Regions from separate parts of the Mus musculus genome. Here regions 1, 3, 4 and 5 are each linked to region 2. A link is a contact called in public Hi-C, HiChIP or PLAC-seq and promoter capture Hi-C data. All regions are on one chromosome and are shown on one strand. The core of a region is the stretch at or near the end of the contact, and the rest is flanking DNA. Distances in the headings are between cores, read along the strand shown.

Evidence for each region. Promoter capture Hi-C pulls out the DNA fragments that hold promoters and counts their contacts. A called contact is a pair of places that touch in the nucleus more often than the background predicts. HiChIP or PLAC-seq counts read pairs in DNA pulled down with a chosen protein or histone mark.
Region 1: a contact with region 2 is called in a promoter capture Hi-C map of second pharyngeal arch cranial neural crest. The contact joins the enhancer-like site here to the promoter of Efnb2 in region 2. A contact is called at or near these places in 8 of 39 promoter capture datasets (the 3T3-L1 cell line, 3T3-L1-derived adipocytes, cranial neural crest and 5 more), 1 of 484 Hi-C or Micro-C datasets (neural progenitor cells), 6 of 115 datasets of contacts at active chromatin or transcription factors (astrocytes, embryonic forebrain, embryonic limb bud and 3 more) and 1 of 9 other capture datasets (embryonic stem cells).
Region 3: an H3K4me3 HiChIP or PLAC-seq map of craniofacial prominence shows a contact between it and region 2, with 11 times the contacts expected there. The contact joins the enhancer-like site here to the promoter of Efnb2 in region 2. A contact is called at or near these places in 5 of 39 promoter capture datasets (cranial neural crest, frontonasal cranial neural crest, liver and 2 more), 4 of 484 Hi-C or Micro-C datasets (cerebellum, cerebral cortex, cranial neural crest and 1 more), 10 of 115 datasets of contacts at active chromatin or transcription factors (the NIH/3T3 cell line, astrocytes, craniofacial prominence and 7 more) and 3 of 9 other capture datasets (adipose tissue, embryonic trunk and liver).
Region 4: a contact with region 2 is called in a promoter capture Hi-C map of hippocampal neurons, with 8 times the contacts expected there. The contact joins the enhancer-like site here to the promoter of Efnb2 in region 2. A contact is called at or near these places in 11 of 39 promoter capture datasets (the 3T3-L1 cell line, 3T3-L1-derived adipocytes, cranial neural crest and 7 more), 1 of 15 datasets of contacts at CTCF or cohesin (the NIH/3T3 cell line), 3 of 484 Hi-C or Micro-C datasets (cerebral cortex, cortical neurons and gonadal supporting cells), 7 of 115 datasets of contacts at active chromatin or transcription factors (embryonic forebrain, embryonic hindbrain, embryonic midbrain and 4 more) and 1 of 9 other capture datasets (embryonic stem cells).
Region 5: a contact with region 2 is called in a Hi-C map of epidermal suprabasal cells, with 2.9 times the contacts expected there. The contact joins the enhancer-like site here to the promoter of Efnb2 in region 2. A contact is called at or near these places in 12 of 39 promoter capture datasets (the 3T3-L1 cell line, 3T3-L1-derived adipocytes, the HPC-7 cell line and 7 more), 2 of 484 Hi-C or Micro-C datasets (adipose-derived mesenchymal stem cells and epidermal suprabasal cells), 7 of 115 datasets of contacts at active chromatin or transcription factors (the NIH/3T3 cell line, astrocytes, craniofacial prominence and 4 more) and 3 of 9 other capture datasets (adipose tissue, embryonic stem cells and liver).

The regions. Positions count from the first base shown.
Region 1 is chr8:7,321,616-7,324,317 of GRCm38.p6, forward strand. No RefSeq gene overlaps it. Among named protein-coding and RNA genes, the nearest start is that of Gm17215, 58 kb to the right of the region's middle. Within about 2 kb of position 1,421, at least 18 of the 459 cell types and tissues checked have an H3K27ac peak or open chromatin away from gene starts, as enhancers often do. A contact at or near this core is called in embryonic limb bud, neural progenitor cells, neural tube and 1 more, where this site is marked.
Region 2 is chr8:8,659,986-8,662,977 of GRCm38.p6, forward strand. It overlaps Efnb2 (ephrin B2), which reads right to left and starts at 1,257. Exons shown (of 5, transcript NM_010111.6): 1 at 499-1,257. The coding sequence starts at 629.
Region 3 is chr8:7,438,669-7,441,631 of GRCm38.p6, forward strand. Gm30954 (a long non-coding RNA gene) reads right to left here. Exons shown (of 7, transcript XR_870116.1): 3 at 1,093-1,184. Among named protein-coding and RNA genes, the nearest start is that of Gm26427, 12 kb to the left of the region's middle. Within about 2 kb of position 1,428, at least 21 of the 459 cell types and tissues checked have an H3K27ac peak or open chromatin away from gene starts, as enhancers often do. A contact at or near this core is called in craniofacial prominence, embryonic limb bud and second pharyngeal arch cranial neural crest, where this site is marked.
Region 4 is chr8:7,468,160-7,471,145 of GRCm38.p6, forward strand. All of the region lies in intron 2 of Gm30954 (a long non-coding RNA gene), which reads right to left. Among named protein-coding and RNA genes, the nearest start is that of Gm26427, 41 kb to the left of the region's middle. Within about 2 kb of position 1,257, at least 11 of the 459 cell types and tissues checked have an H3K27ac peak or open chromatin away from gene starts, as enhancers often do. A contact at or near this core is called in hippocampal neurons, where this site is marked.
Region 5 is chr8:7,496,956-7,499,846 of GRCm38.p6, forward strand. The region is part of intron 2 of Gm30954 (a long non-coding RNA gene); the gene reads right to left. Among named protein-coding and RNA genes, the nearest start is that of Gm26427, 70 kb to the left of the region's middle. Within about 2 kb of position 1,361, at least 1 of the 459 cell types and tissues checked has an H3K27ac peak or open chromatin away from gene starts, as enhancers often do. A contact at or near this core is called in epidermal suprabasal cells, where this site is marked.

The sequences.
Region 1 (2,702 bases), core at 171-2,670, 1.3 Mb before region 2:
TGCCCTAAAAAGCCAGGGAAATGAAGAATTTTTATCTCTATATTTTACAACAATACTCCCTGCTTGAACTGGCAAACAATCCAAGTGACCTTTTGTGTTGCAAAGTATTAAAATGTACATTCAGAGAATTAATAGCCAAACATAGTAGGCTCAAACTTAAGTTTGAAGAAGCAGTCAATCTACTGCAAGCAGTTCTGTCAAGTTCCTTTTCAGGTTGGTCCCCTCTTGTCATACGCAGGTTACTCTTCATTTGTACCTACTGGTGACATTAAGGCATATTCTCTCTTGGTAATCTTGGTGGATTATTCTTTCAACTTTAAGCAGTTATTATACTTTTTCCCCTTGGCATGGAATCATATTGTTCCCACTGTAGGGCCCTTGCAGAATGCAATTCTGCAATACTGGTCTTTGAGGTCTTAGGGCAAAATGGGAGTTACTCATTTAACTAGAGACACAAGTGGCACAGTTTGCATTGTGCCTGTGCCTGGTAAATAGGCCTGTTCTCCAAGGGTGATAATCTTAAGTAAGCAGCTTTGTTATGGAGTGCTAGGTGCATCTGTAGAGTCTACATTGATCTGAGACCATCTGAGCTAAAATGAACTTTTTTCTGTGTCTAGGCAGCATTAGAATTCCATCATAACAGGTGATAGAGATTTTGTATCATCACCTGAGTGCTACCTCCCTTATTCCCAGCACAGAACCCTCCTGAACCACTCAGTGATTCTTATACTCCTCAAAGAAAGAAATACCCCCATAACACCATGACAAATTTCTCTGGGAAGCCTAGTGAAACAGTGGCAGAAGACTTTTATGTTGTAAGATTGTTACAAAGACGTCAGGGAAGAAACTGGATGCAGAAGAGAACCGGTTATGAGTGCGAAGTGTTGAATTTGAAGCTATCCTCTCCTGTCTTGATCTGCAAACGCAGAGCCTCACTGTTGGGGCTAAGAAGCACTGGGCTGGGTGCATTTGTTTGTGGGGTGAGACGCTTCTTTACTCTCTTTCACACAAGAACACATGCAAAATATCCAATCTATACAAATGTACCCCACTGGAAAAATCACGACTTTTTTGGGTCATGCCAACCTACTTATTTTTCTTTAATGATTTGAGGCTAACTAAACACAGAGGAACAATGATCACTAGAAATAGATTAACTTGGCCTTTCAGTCGATGGGAGCTGCCTTCCAATGTTGGTCGAGAAGACAAAAGCCTGTCGGACAAAAGCTTGTCTCCCCTCTCTTTAAGCCTTTGAAGCTGCCTTTTAGTGGCTCTCTGCAGTGACAACCTCCTCACTTGTGATTGATCTGAGAACCTGGGCATTTGGATTCCGTGAAACTTTTTGTCTAGGTTTCCCTGGCAGCTATTTTGCATTCAGGGCTGCTATCAGTGACTTCATCATATCCGTGTTCTGCCACTAGATACAGAAGCGCTTTGTTTGGCCTCTCTTCAGGCTGGAGGGGTTTTTCTTAGGGGTTCCTTCTTGTTCTCAAACATGAAAATGTGTGAAGCATAAAACTCCAGCTGTGAATACTTACCTCCCTGCAGTGTTAAAAAGTTCAATATACAAAACACCTGGTTTCAAGTAAAATGTACATCAAGATATACGGCAAAGAGACAGATTTAATATACCCCATAGGGCCCTTAGGTGGTTTTTAAATTAAAGACACAATGCATTTTTTTTAAGCTGAGGTTTTACTATTTTACAAATAATGAACCAATAAACATCATGCAGTTGAAGGGAAAGTTGTAAGAAAGAGTGGAAGGGGTCACTAGCATGCAAATGAAATTGGCCTCAGACATTATTTAGACACATTGTAAATGTGTTTATTCCTCTTCAGTAAAACTCTTGTTCCTAGTGATAAATGTTGCCCCAGACTCCAGTGGTTTAAATCCTGTGGGAAATGGTAACTCTTAGCTTTAATAGCCGTCATAATGCTTGGGCTGAATGTAATTTATTTACTCAAAGATAAAAATACTAAATGTCCATTTTAACGTCTCTTTTTCTTACAAAAGCCTTAAAATAGAAGAAAAAAAAATTTTAAAGTTAGCAAATGAGAGTCTTTCTACTGCACCATTGAATCGTACAAACATTAAACTACGACTTTTAGGTTTAAAGAACACACGGGATAACACTGGGAGAGGCAGAATGAGAAGATTTCTGTATGGCATTCTATAGTTAACAGTAGAAAGACGTGCCTTCTATATTTTCTTCTTCTTTTTTTATAGTTTTACATTGCAAGAAATACAAAATATGTCCAAACCTAGTAGTAATGCTGGGCATGTGGGTATACGTTACTGGAAAATCTCAGAAAATGTCACCTTAAAGATGTGAACACAGTGCCCCTAATGAAGCAGCTAGAGAAAGTACCCAAGGAACTAAAGCGGTCTGCAACCCTATAGGAGGAACAACAATATGAACTAACCAGTAACCCCCAGAGTTGTGTCTTCAGTTGCATATGTAGCAGAGGATGGCCGAGTCTGCAATCAATGGGAGGAGAGGGCCTTGGTCTTGAGAAGATCATATGCCCCAGTACAGGGGAATGGCAGGTCCAGGAAGTAGGAGTGGGTGGGTTTGGGAACAGGGCAGGGGGAGGGTATAAAGGGCTTTGGGAATAGCATTTGAAATGTAAATGAAGAAAATATCTAATTAAAAAAAAAAGATGTGAACTGTATCATTCTAAGAATATACCAGAAGTCCC
Region 2 (2,992 bases), core at 7-2,506:
AGGTATCCCGGCTCAGGGACGCCCCGGGCCCAGCTCCCTTCCTCTAAGGGACGCTCCACCACCCCAGACTCTCAGTTCTTGTCGCCTTCTCGCTGGGCCCCGGCCCGTGGCTCCCGCGCTCCTCGCAAGCGCAGCATCTCTCGGAGCCCGCCAATGTGTGTCTGTAGCCCCGTTAGTGGCAACGTCCTCCGTCCTCGAAAAAGAAAGGAGGCCGGGTAGCGCCATCAGACACCTTACCGGGCATGCCACCAAGTCGCCAGGGCTTTGGGACTCCTAGAGCACTTGAGGTTGGAGCCTAATTAGAGTACCCTTGGAACCCGCGCTCTCAAGATCAACCGGTCCCCACCTAGAGAAATGTGGAAGGGTGGGGGATAGGGGACAGGAGCCCCAGGTTCTAGAAACAGGGTCCAAGGCCTCCTCCCGCCCGGACCATACAGCGTACCCCGGGCGCCGGCCGAGGGCACCGCGGAAGAGAGAAGGCTCGTGGACACCACTTACTTGGAGTTCGAGGAATTCCAGTAGATAGGCTCTAAAACTATCGATCTGGAGATCGCAGTTCTGCACAAAACCATCAAAAGTCCCCAACAGTACTTCCACACAGAGTCCCTCCTGGACCGGGCCATGGCCATGCCCAAGCCGCTCCCAGTTCTGCGCACTCCGGGACGCGTTGGGACCGGCCGCGGGCAGCGACCCCCAATCCTCCGGGGCGGACACGCCGCGCCGCTCCCGCGGTCGCCGAGGCCAGGTGCGCTCACCCTGCGCGTCCCTCAGCGCGCGGGGTGGGGTCGAACGCGCGGGGCGCGGCGGCTCGGCGGACTCGGGGCTCCGGGGCGCTGCGCCGGACGCAGCTGGGACAGTCGGCTCCCGTGCGGCTCCAGGGTGCCGGGCCAGCCGCGGAGGGCGGGCGCGGCGAGGGCACTGGGCCGGGACAAAGGCCCGCAGCGGAGAGACGAGTCGGTGTGAGGCGGCGGGTGCTGCTCCCCGAGAGGGGCCGCCTGACTATAGATCCAGGACAGCGGGCAGTGGCCCGGGCAAGCGAGCGCCGCGTCGGCGCGGTTCCATGTCCTGGAGCGCAGAGATAAAGGGCGCCTCCTGAATCCTCGCAACTCGCGGCCACTAAGCAGTCAGGAGAGCACTGGAACCCCCGCAGGCGTCTGACGCGCGCGGGCCTTTGTGTGCGGGGAGGGCGCCAGGACCCGCTCTGCGCGCAGCTCCGCGATCCGACCGGTGCCTCTGTCCCCGCCGCGGAGAGTCAGCGCGCCGGGCGCGCTGTCAGAGCACTATAAACGCGGGGCCCCGCCCAGTCAAACGCAGCCCATTGGCTCGCCGCGCCGCGAGCGCGCGCTGATTGGGCAGCATTCCCGTCAGTCTGCCGCCCCCTACCCGACACTGGGCACCCAGAGGTAGGGCGCCCCTGACAGGTGAGCCCCGCCCCCAGGACGAGCCCCGCTGGGCGCCGGGCACAGGGTTGGTCGCCTCTTAGCCACTCGCACCAGCAGGGTCACCTCGCCCGGCAAGTGCCTGTGCTGGCGAGTGCCCTCGCTAGGATAGGGCGAGACGTGGTGGACGCAGCGTTCCGCCTTGTGGCGCTCGCTCCCTGCCGCCCCTCGCGCGTATGGCGCCCTGGTACTTGGCGGATCCCTCTGAGCCATTAACTGAGGGCCTTCTAACTTGATTCTGGCACCAAGTGTTCCGGCCCGGTCCGACGCAACTCAAATCAGACTCTCACGAGGCTGAGAGCCTTAGCAGCCCACCGGCAGTGCGAGCCAGTCTGCCGCCCTTCCCGACCCCGAGACCCAACTCCGTGCGCCCGCTCCCTTTCCGGTCCTCTCCCCGCAAGAACAGCGCCTCCAAAGCTCCACTACCAACGTCTGGGAGGACTTTTCTTCACTAGCTCCCGGGACACCCCGCGACCCCACAGTGGCCAGGAAGTTAGGTGTGACCCGGACAACTATCAGTCAGAGAAGTGGCAGTTGTGATACTCGGTTGCTTGCCCAAGACCGATTTTGAAAAACTGAACCACGGCTGTGACTTCTACGGATCCACAGCGCCCACTAGCGCCCACTTTTGCCTCTCCGTACTTCAGAACAAGCCTACCGGTTACAGGATCAAATCTTAAGGATCCAGATATTCCCAAGTCGAAAACCACTTGCTTAAGATGCCCGTTATCAGAGAGAACAAAGTAGGTGGAAGGCACAGTCCCATGTACAGCCCATGGCCCAGCAAAAATTAACCACGTCTCTTCTTACAATGCTGTCCATCAATACCAGAACTTCTTCAAATGGAACTAAGCAGTTTCCACACCGATATCTTTAAAAACAAGCCCCATGATTTAGTTACTAACTACTCCCAACACCCCCCCCGCCCCCTTCATCCTTCTTTAAAACAAATTTCGAGCTTTAAAAAGTGTTGACTTTCAAAAACCTTAATGTAAGTTAGTGTATACTGCAACTACGAATTGGTTTGGAAAAACTCGTTTAAGACCAAAACACAATGTATTGAACACACCAAAATACAGCTTTAAGAAACCCTTTTCTGTAATTACTATTTTTAACTATGCCTGCAATATGATTGTGGGTGGGGAGATGGGATTCACGCTAGGTTAAACAAGGGTTACACACACACACACACACACACACACACACACACACACACACACACACACACACACAGAGTAATGTTTAACTTCCTGACTGAAAAAACTGACAGGAGCTGCTATTTGACCTTTACTGGAGAAGAGGAAAAAAGGGCACTTGTTTTAACCCAGCTTCTAAAAATACCATTTTCAGTAAGCCAGATACCCTAACACTCAAGGCATTTTACTTTGGGGACAACGTAAATATACTTTAAAAAAAATCAAAAATAATCCTGTGTGACTTCTAAAGGGGACATGGAGTCAGTAACTGCACACATATCATTTTGGTCCTCAACTGTTTATCCAGTCATTTAGGAAATTAAAACATAACCTCAAGCCATTTATATTTAACATTAC
Region 3 (2,963 bases), core at 178-2,677, 1.2 Mb before region 2:
GTCAGGTTGTCACAGGAATACTCCACTCCGCTGGTACCAATTTGTCTTAGTCAGGGTTTCTATTCCTCCACAAAGATCATGCATGACCAAGAAACAAGTTGGGGAAGAAAGGGTTTATTCAGCTTACAATTCCATACTGCTGTTTATCACCAAGGATGTCAGGACTGGAACTCAAGCAGGTCAGGAAGCAGGAGCTGATGCAGAGGCCATGGAGGGATGTTCTTTACTGGCTTGCTTCCCATGGCTTGCTCAGCCTACTCTCTTATAGAACTCAAGACTACCAGCCCAGAAATGGCACCACCCACAAGGGGCCTTTCCCCCTTCATCACTAATTGAGAAAATGCCTTACAGTTGGATTTCATGGAGGCATTTCCTCAACTGAAGCTCCTTTCTCTGTGATAACTCCAGCTGTGTCAAGTTGACACAAAACTAGCCAGTACAATGATGATAAGAGAAATTCTCCAGTACAAGGTTCCCTTGTAAAATTGATGTAGAAATTTATGAGGCATGTCTTATAAGATGATGTTGAATAATCAAAAAAAAAACCCTGCTGTTTCTGTATGAAACAAATGATACATTTTGTTGGAAACAGTTGTTTGTGTGTGTGTTCTTTATAGCAGGCTATGTGCAAAGTAGTGAAGAATGAATATATCATATAGCCTTCATATCAAACCTGAAAATGTTGATTTTTGTTTTTACATATATGTTCAGATATCTTCTTTACAAACAAGAAAGGAGTCCTAAGATCTGTTTAAAGCATGCCCTATCAAGAACGACTGCTATTGCCTGAACATTCAGACAATCTCTGTCACTCCAGTCTGTTCTATTTATGCAACTGATGATTCCCAGCTATGAAGGCAGAATTAGTCCAGTACGATTAAAAAGAAAGTTATAACTAAAAAGAAAAAAAGGACAAAAAAGAGAGAAATGCCCAAAACTGATTATACTGTTTTGTTACTTGAAAACTGAAATCACTTTATCCAAGAGGGAATTGTTTTAATGAATTGCATGTTGACCTGCCTCTATTGACCTTAATGTGAAACTGGTATCTGAACATACCAAATGTATACGTTAGTAGCACAATTTACACACCTTGCTTCTATAATCAGACACAAAAGCATGCAAGTCATCACTGCACAGGTCTTGTTTTTGCATTTACAGATGAAGTCATTTGAATTTGTCTTCTATAATGAAGTACGCAGGAAAAAATATAAGAGGTAAGATAATGAAAAATGTATCCCAGTATTAAATAACCATTTAATTATAACAGACTAACACCAACCACACCTACAAAGGCAAGCACTATCCCATTCCGAATGTCTGCATGCCTTTTCTTTTTCTTCTTAAATTTCTAAGGAATATGAAACATCTGTCTTTTTCAGTCTCCTCACAGCATTCAATCCTATGGACAGATGTTTTCAAAACCACGTTGTCTGTGAACATTTAAAGGAGGAGTGTATTTGCATAAACTCTGGGAATTCCAAGCTTCATGCTTTCCATACTGTTTCAGTTTCTTTTCTTTTTCTTTTTTTCTTTTTCAAATCAACATTTTTTTTTTTGTTCCGTACCTATCATTTTGTTTTACCCCTCATAAAGCAGACATTGTGTGCACACATCTGTTAAATCTGGGCTGCATTTATTACAGTTCTGTTCTTCCAGAAACAGGAAGGATTAATTACCACAGACTGGCTCTAGAAGCACCCCGTGTTTCTTAACACACAAAATTAATTCAGAGTTGACAAAACTCTTTCAGACACGGACTGCTTCCTGCTGAGGGCGCTTTATTAGCATATTTTTCCCAGAAAAAAAAGTGCCTGATAGACCCTTTTTACCTCTCCTCTGAGTTCAATTTGTACAGCACTGAGTGACAGGCAGTAAAATGGCTTGAACATATCTGAGGCAAGTTGCCAAAATCCTCCCGATAGCAGCACTTTAGAGCCTTTGTTCAGAGTACATTAAAGTCACAGAAGGTCCATGTACTGTAGACAGCACAGGGCAAGCAGGATGTTCTCAGTAAGACAAAACAGCAGGTGATAAATGACATTAAATAACAGTGAGAATTTACCACAGACTAAACTAACTACTGGAGTGAAATGTTCTCAGCTCGAAGGCTATATTAACAGTGAATTTATAATTAGGCGATTATCATTCTTTTTAGTGTTTGAGGAAGTCTATATGTAAAAATGATGAAGACAGCTCTATTTGACTCTGGAGACATGCTGCTGGAAGTGGTTCTAAAAATTCTGGTGAATAATTTTTCTTTCAGGATTTATAAAGTCATTTATAATATTAGTGCTTGGAAAATGGCTGGACTTTTGAAGATCTTGCACATGCATACAGACAGATGTGCATGTGCACATACAAAGATCATTCATAAACTGCTGCTGCTCTTTGAGTTGCCAGAAAGTCAGTCTACATCAAGTTATCATCTTGTGGGTGTTCCCTAAATTATACAGACATTAATCTCAAGTATAATCATTAAATTGTGTGTTCATTATTCTTTTAAAAACTGGGTCCTTAAAAGATGTTTCTTTTCTAGGTCTTTAGGAACCCCTTTATGACCGAACTATGTCTGATTCCTAGCTAAATTCTCCCCTGAAGCCTCTTATGATATCAAGAATTGTAATAAACTCATTTGGGGAATATGTCAGGAAAGACAATCACCTGCTAATTTTATCATGGACAAGGCTTTTCTAAAATCATCATAGAGCAATAAATTGTTCAAATGATCTTAAATAAAACTACAGTGATTGATAGAAATAATAAAAGAAACAAAATCAATAATTAAAATAAGACACTATAAGGATTTTATTTTAAATGCTTAAAATTATTGTTCTTTCCCAGTAGTTTTTTCTCCTAGCCTTTTGCTGTGTCCATTGAACAGTGTTCCCTATTTTCTTGATTACCCATAAGTATTCCTTCTGGAAGAAAGAATGAGAGTACCTTCCCAACAGTGGCCACAC
Region 4 (2,986 bases), core at 7-2,506, 1.2 Mb before region 2:
CCAGGTAGCATACAGCAGCTGATATGAGGCTCCCAACACACATACAGCAGAGGACTGCAGGATCTGGGTTCAGTCAGAGAAGATGCACCTAACCCTCAAGAGACTTGTGGCCCCAGGGATTTCAGAGGTCTGATTGGCTGGGGGGTTGGGGGTGGGGACATCCTCTTGGGGACGGAGATGGGGAGGAGGTATGAGATGTGGAACATTCAGAGGGTGGACACGGGTGGGATAAAATCTGGAGTGTAAAATTAAGTAAATAGATAGATGATAGATAGATAGATAGATAGATAGATAGATAGATAGATAGATAGATAAATAAATTAAAACAAAAAATAAATTGAAAAAAATTTTGTGCACCTTGATAATTGGTTTGCTACTGGTATATAATATATAAATTTATGTCTGGGGACTATAATATTGAAAGTCTCAAGATTAGTACTTCTAAAAGCACCTTAAGAAGAAGAACAAATATTATATTTATAAACATGATCAAGACAATCTCCTCTGAATTTGAATATTTAGGAAAATAATGTTTCTTTATTCTTTCAAAAAATTCATGTTTTGACTATGTTTATTCCTCTTCTGCATTCTTCCCAGGTAATTTATTACCTCCTTACCTATCCAGCATTGTGTTTTCCCTATCAAAGGAAAATCCAAACTCATGGAAGTTGGATGATTCCTCTTGAGTGTGGAGCCATTCCTGGTGTGCTGTAGATATATCCAATATCACTTCATTGAAGAAAAATGATTTTCCTTCTCCTAGCAGCTATCTGTTGAAAATAACTTTTTTGATTTATACCCCCAAAACACACCATCTCTTTGTATCTTTGTCTATGGGGTTTTTTTCTCAGTTTGAAGGAACATGGAATGAACTGTTGGGAATAGGGCAACAATACGTTTCTTCAGCATATACTTATTGATAGGCACTGTAGTCAGCTGAGGATGATAATGATGACCAAGCAACACACAAGGAATGAACCTCAAGAAATGAACAATGTCCAGTAGGAGTGGGCTTAGGTGCGACACTGTACTACTGCTTCATACTTTCATCCTTTTGAACTTAATATTAGTGAATACTGATGCAATTCATTACCAAGCCATTCTTTGAGGCTGTTTGTATAGAAAATTTGCTAGACCTTAGCATGGAGTCCCTAGAAATGAATATTTTCCAAAGCCCTTCTTACAATAGGGTGGACCATGGTTTGCATTATGCAAATTCTGCAGTGTGGGCTGGCATGGAGCATGAGTTCCATTCCATATGGTTGTGTGTTCTCCAAGAACCGCCTCTCCAAAATGGCTTGGCAAGAATTGCTTGAGGTTTGGAAAGGAGTCAACAGGACTTGAATCTGGAAAGAACGATTGCTCCCGGGAGCAAATGGAATAACTGACACAGAAATCAGTTCACTTGCTCCTCCACGATGATGCAGAACTTGGGAATTCTCAGCCTCTTTTGTATCTGGCAGCAAGATAAATTCCAGCCTTCACAAACAGACTCTCAAGCTGAGAAAACGTATCTTCCTTGGGCACTGTTGGATAAATCATGGACAGCCCTTTAGGGAACCTTCGATAGAAGAGATAGGACAAATCAGAGCCTAGCTAGCTCATCCAGCAAAGTGCTGGGTCTGTACTTTAACTATTTAAAGGACAAGCATAAGTCCAACTGCTGGATTCAGACTTTGCTGTTTCACTTGCTCAGAGCCACCATAAAGGTTGCTATGTGTGAGGATGGTAGTTTCAATATTATACAAATAGAAATATCCTTATAGGCTGATGTGCAGGACTGGGCCATACTTTTGTGTTAATGCATTCTCAGGCACACATATCTGCAGTTAATTTTCTCAAACTTTTTTTTCAATAAATTTGAATACTACTATGTCTACACAACAAGTGTACATTGATATACACATGAGATGACATGTGTGTGGAAGATAGAGAACTATATAAAACTTCTTTCTCTTCCTGACTTTTGATAATTTCCAAGACTGGTATCAAGTTCATGAGGTTTGTGTGACAAGTGTTTCAGCCGATGAACCATCTAGCCAGGTGTACTGGCTAGTTTTGTGTCAACTTGACACAGCTGGAGTTATCATAGAGAAAGAAGCTTCAGTTGAGGAAATGCCTCCATGAGATCCAACTGTAAGGCATTTTCTCAATTAGTGATCAAGGGGGAAAGGCCCCTTGTGGGTGGGACCATCTCTGGGCTGGTAGTCTTGGGTTCTATAAGAGAGCAGGCTGAGCAAGCCAGGTGAGGCAAGCCAGTAAAGAACATCCCTCCATGGCCTCTGCATCAGCTCCTGCTTCCTGTCCTGCTTGAGTTCCAGTCCTGACTTCCTTGGTGATGAACAGCAGTATGGAATTGTAAGCTGAATAAACCTTTTCCTCCCCAACTTGCTTCTTGGTCATGATGTTTGTGCAGGAATAGAAACCCTGACTAAGACACCAGGATTGAAGTTACTTTTCTTGATTGTAACATTTGCATATCAGTATTTTGCTTTTCCTATATCAGAATATGTTAAGTTGCCACTTTAAAATGGACATTCAGGAGAGCCAAAATATTCTGTAAAAGAACTACTTTGGGAACAGAAAACAAAAGTTTAGAGGAAATACAATAGCCAGATAATTTGTATTTTCAGAAATAAAAATAAAAAACTCTCAGGAGATGTTTTGGATCATTAAATACCCTTCACTGTAGTCTATGATATGAATTAACATTAGTGTTATTAAGAGAAGTAATGATTCACATACAAGTTCCATAAATGTCTATTATTCTTACAGTTTATTTATTATTTGGTTTATATTAAATCTTATTCTTTTCATTGGGCAAGGAAGATAACTCAGTAGCAATACATGAAAGAGTAAACAGGAGCTTAGCAAGAGATTGAAAATCCTTGGGTCTCTCTGTGAATTGAAGTATTCATTTTCCCACAAATGATCTAACAATTTTTAATCAGCCAAAATGTAAAAATTCTGTCATTCAATAAGCCTA
Region 5 (2,891 bases), core at 111-2,610, 1.2 Mb before region 2:
CTGCCTCATATCTCCAATATCTTCCTATGCTGGGGCAACAAGTCTCTGAAAGACCAAGGGCTTCCCCTCCCACTAATGCCAGCTAAGGCAATTCTCTGATATATATGTAGCAGGAGCCATGGATCCCTCATGTATACTCTTTGTTTCGTGGTTTAGTCCCGAGGAGCTCTGTGGTTTTGTTGGTATTGTTTTTCTCCCTTAGGGTTGCAATCCCCTTCAGTTCCTTCAGTCCTTCCCCTAACTCTTACAATGGATCCCCCATGCTCAGTCCAATATGAGTTTCTGCACCTGTCTTAGATAATGTTGGAGCCTCTCAGGGGATAGCCATACTAGGCTCCTCTGTGTGAGCACTTCTTGACATCAGCAATAGTGACTGGGTTTGGTGTCTGCAGATGTAATGGCTCCCAAGGTGGAACAGTCTCTGGATGGCCTTTCATTTAGTTTCTGCTCCAATTTTTGTCCCTGCATTTCCTTTAGACAGGAACAAGTCTGGGTTAAAAACTTTGAAGATGGTTGGGTTGCTGCATCCTTCAACTGGGGGCCAACTGGAAATGGTCTCTGGTCTCTTCAGGTTTTATCTCTCCTCTGTTGAGTATTTTGGCTAATGTCATCCCTGTTGTGTCCTGAGAACATCTTGTTTCCCTGGTGTCTGGGACTTTCTAGTGGTCCCCTTCCCCCACCTCCCACCTCCCTACTGCTACATATTTCCATTCATTCTTTTGACCATCTATATTTTTCTCCTGTATCTTTCCATACCCGAACCTGCCCCCCTTTTTAACCTACACCCCCATGCAGCTATTAATAACAATGACTTCATGAATTTTGTAGGCAAGGATCAAAATAGAAAATAATTGTGAGGTAACCCAGACCCAAAAGGACTCACATGGTATGTATTCACCTGTAAGTGAATATTAGCTTCAAAGCTCAGAATACCCATTATTCAGCTCACAAACCATATGAAGCTTAACTAGAAGGAACACAAAACTGTGGATGCTTCAATCCCACTAAGAAAGGGGAACACAATAATCATGAGAAGTAGAGAGAAAAAGGTACTGGGAAGGGAAAGAGGAGGGGAGGGGAAAATTCGGTTAATGATCAGGTAGGGGAAGAGACAGAGAAGTCCAGAGGGTCAGAAGAATGCATATTTCATAAATATGTATTTCATACTAATTTACTTTCAATACTTTTGACTGGACATTTCCTGTGTTGACATAGAACTTAATTTGAGAAACATTTTTGAAAACATCGTTTTCTTAGCTCATGGCCCCTTAACTAAATATCAAGGTGGGGCAAATACCTGGGTTGTGATCAAGAGATAATAAGTCCAATTAGCATAATGAACATGAGTAGGGATGTATCAACCATGAGAAGTGGAACTAGCCAGACCAGTTCTTGACTAAAAGCAATCTTGTACACTAACTAGATCTAGATAAAGAAAAGGTAAGTATTTAAACTGCAGAATGCTCCATGTGGAAGGTTTTTTTTTTTTTTTTTTTTTTTTTTCCCCGTCTTACTGCATAGACAAATTTTATATTTGTGGAGTTTTCAGGCTGCAGATAGGTTGCCTTAGCAATCATTTTCTTTCACTAATTACTTTGAAGGTAGAAAGTCATTTTTCTCTTGCTTCAACTAACACAAGACTTGACTGTTTGCTTCCTTTTTCTTGAAATTGTTGACCTGTACCTTGAGGGATTTTCCCCTAGCTATTATTTAAGAAAAAATATCCTTTTACTATGTTTAGGTATGGGCCTTAATTCCTGATCTTCCCAATGCTCTTACCATGAAGGGGTGTTGAATTTTGTCAAATGCTTTCTCAGCATCTAATGAGATAATAGTGTTTTTTTTTTCCTGTGAGTTTGTTTATATAGTGGATTACATTGATGGATTTCTGTATATTAAACCATCCCTGCATTCCTCACTCTCATAGAAGCAAGAGGAGGGTGAATGGGATGGGAGTTTCTGGAGGGGAAATCAGGAAAGGGGATAATATTTGAAATGTAAATAAATAAAATATCCAATTAAAAAGAGGAAAGGAAAATATTCACCATATGAGACTCCTGGAGTCATTACAGATAAATCTAAACATTTCCCAAGCACAAACTAAATACTATGAACAGAAAAATCTAACCTGTCAAACCTGCCTCTCAATACCACTGTAGAAGGTTCTTATTACTATCTCTGCTGTGTGTGTGTGTGTGTGTGTGTGTGTGTGTGTGTGTGTGTGTGTGTGTCTGTGTGTGTGTGTGTGTCTGTGTGTTTTAATTGAGAAAAACCAATTACAAAACATGCTGGCAATTTTTTTTTGCACAGGTTTAATAAAACATTGGTCCTGTTATTAAGCAATTTACTATTTTCTTTTAATAATTCTACTATGTATTATAAGGATTCCATTAACTTAATGACTTCTACACTACTCATTTCCTTTACATTTGCTTTCAAAATTTGGTCTTTCTAGGTACAGAAGCCTGATCTTAAAGTCATTAACTTGTTGCTTTGGCATCCCTGACTAATGAGATCACAACTACACACCCAGCCTAGCCCTATAATATTCTTTATTTCCTACAATCTGATGTTCAAAAGATGAAGAGGAAGTGTGATTATCTACCCCCATTGCTTAAAAAGTAGTTTGAGTAAAACCAAAAGAGTTTAATTAGCAAGTAGTATACCTCAGAATCTATTTATTCTCCTAAGTCTCTATCATTGTAGATGAATGAATTACCATAACGTAAATTTGTTACCTATAGCACATGGTGGGAAATCTAGATATGTAGTAGGACTTGGGTCTTAATCATTGTACCCCCTTCATATAGATAGGGAGACAACTAAAAGACGTGGTGAAAAGTTGACCAAAATTTATAAACCAACACATTTCAATTTTTAAAATACCCACT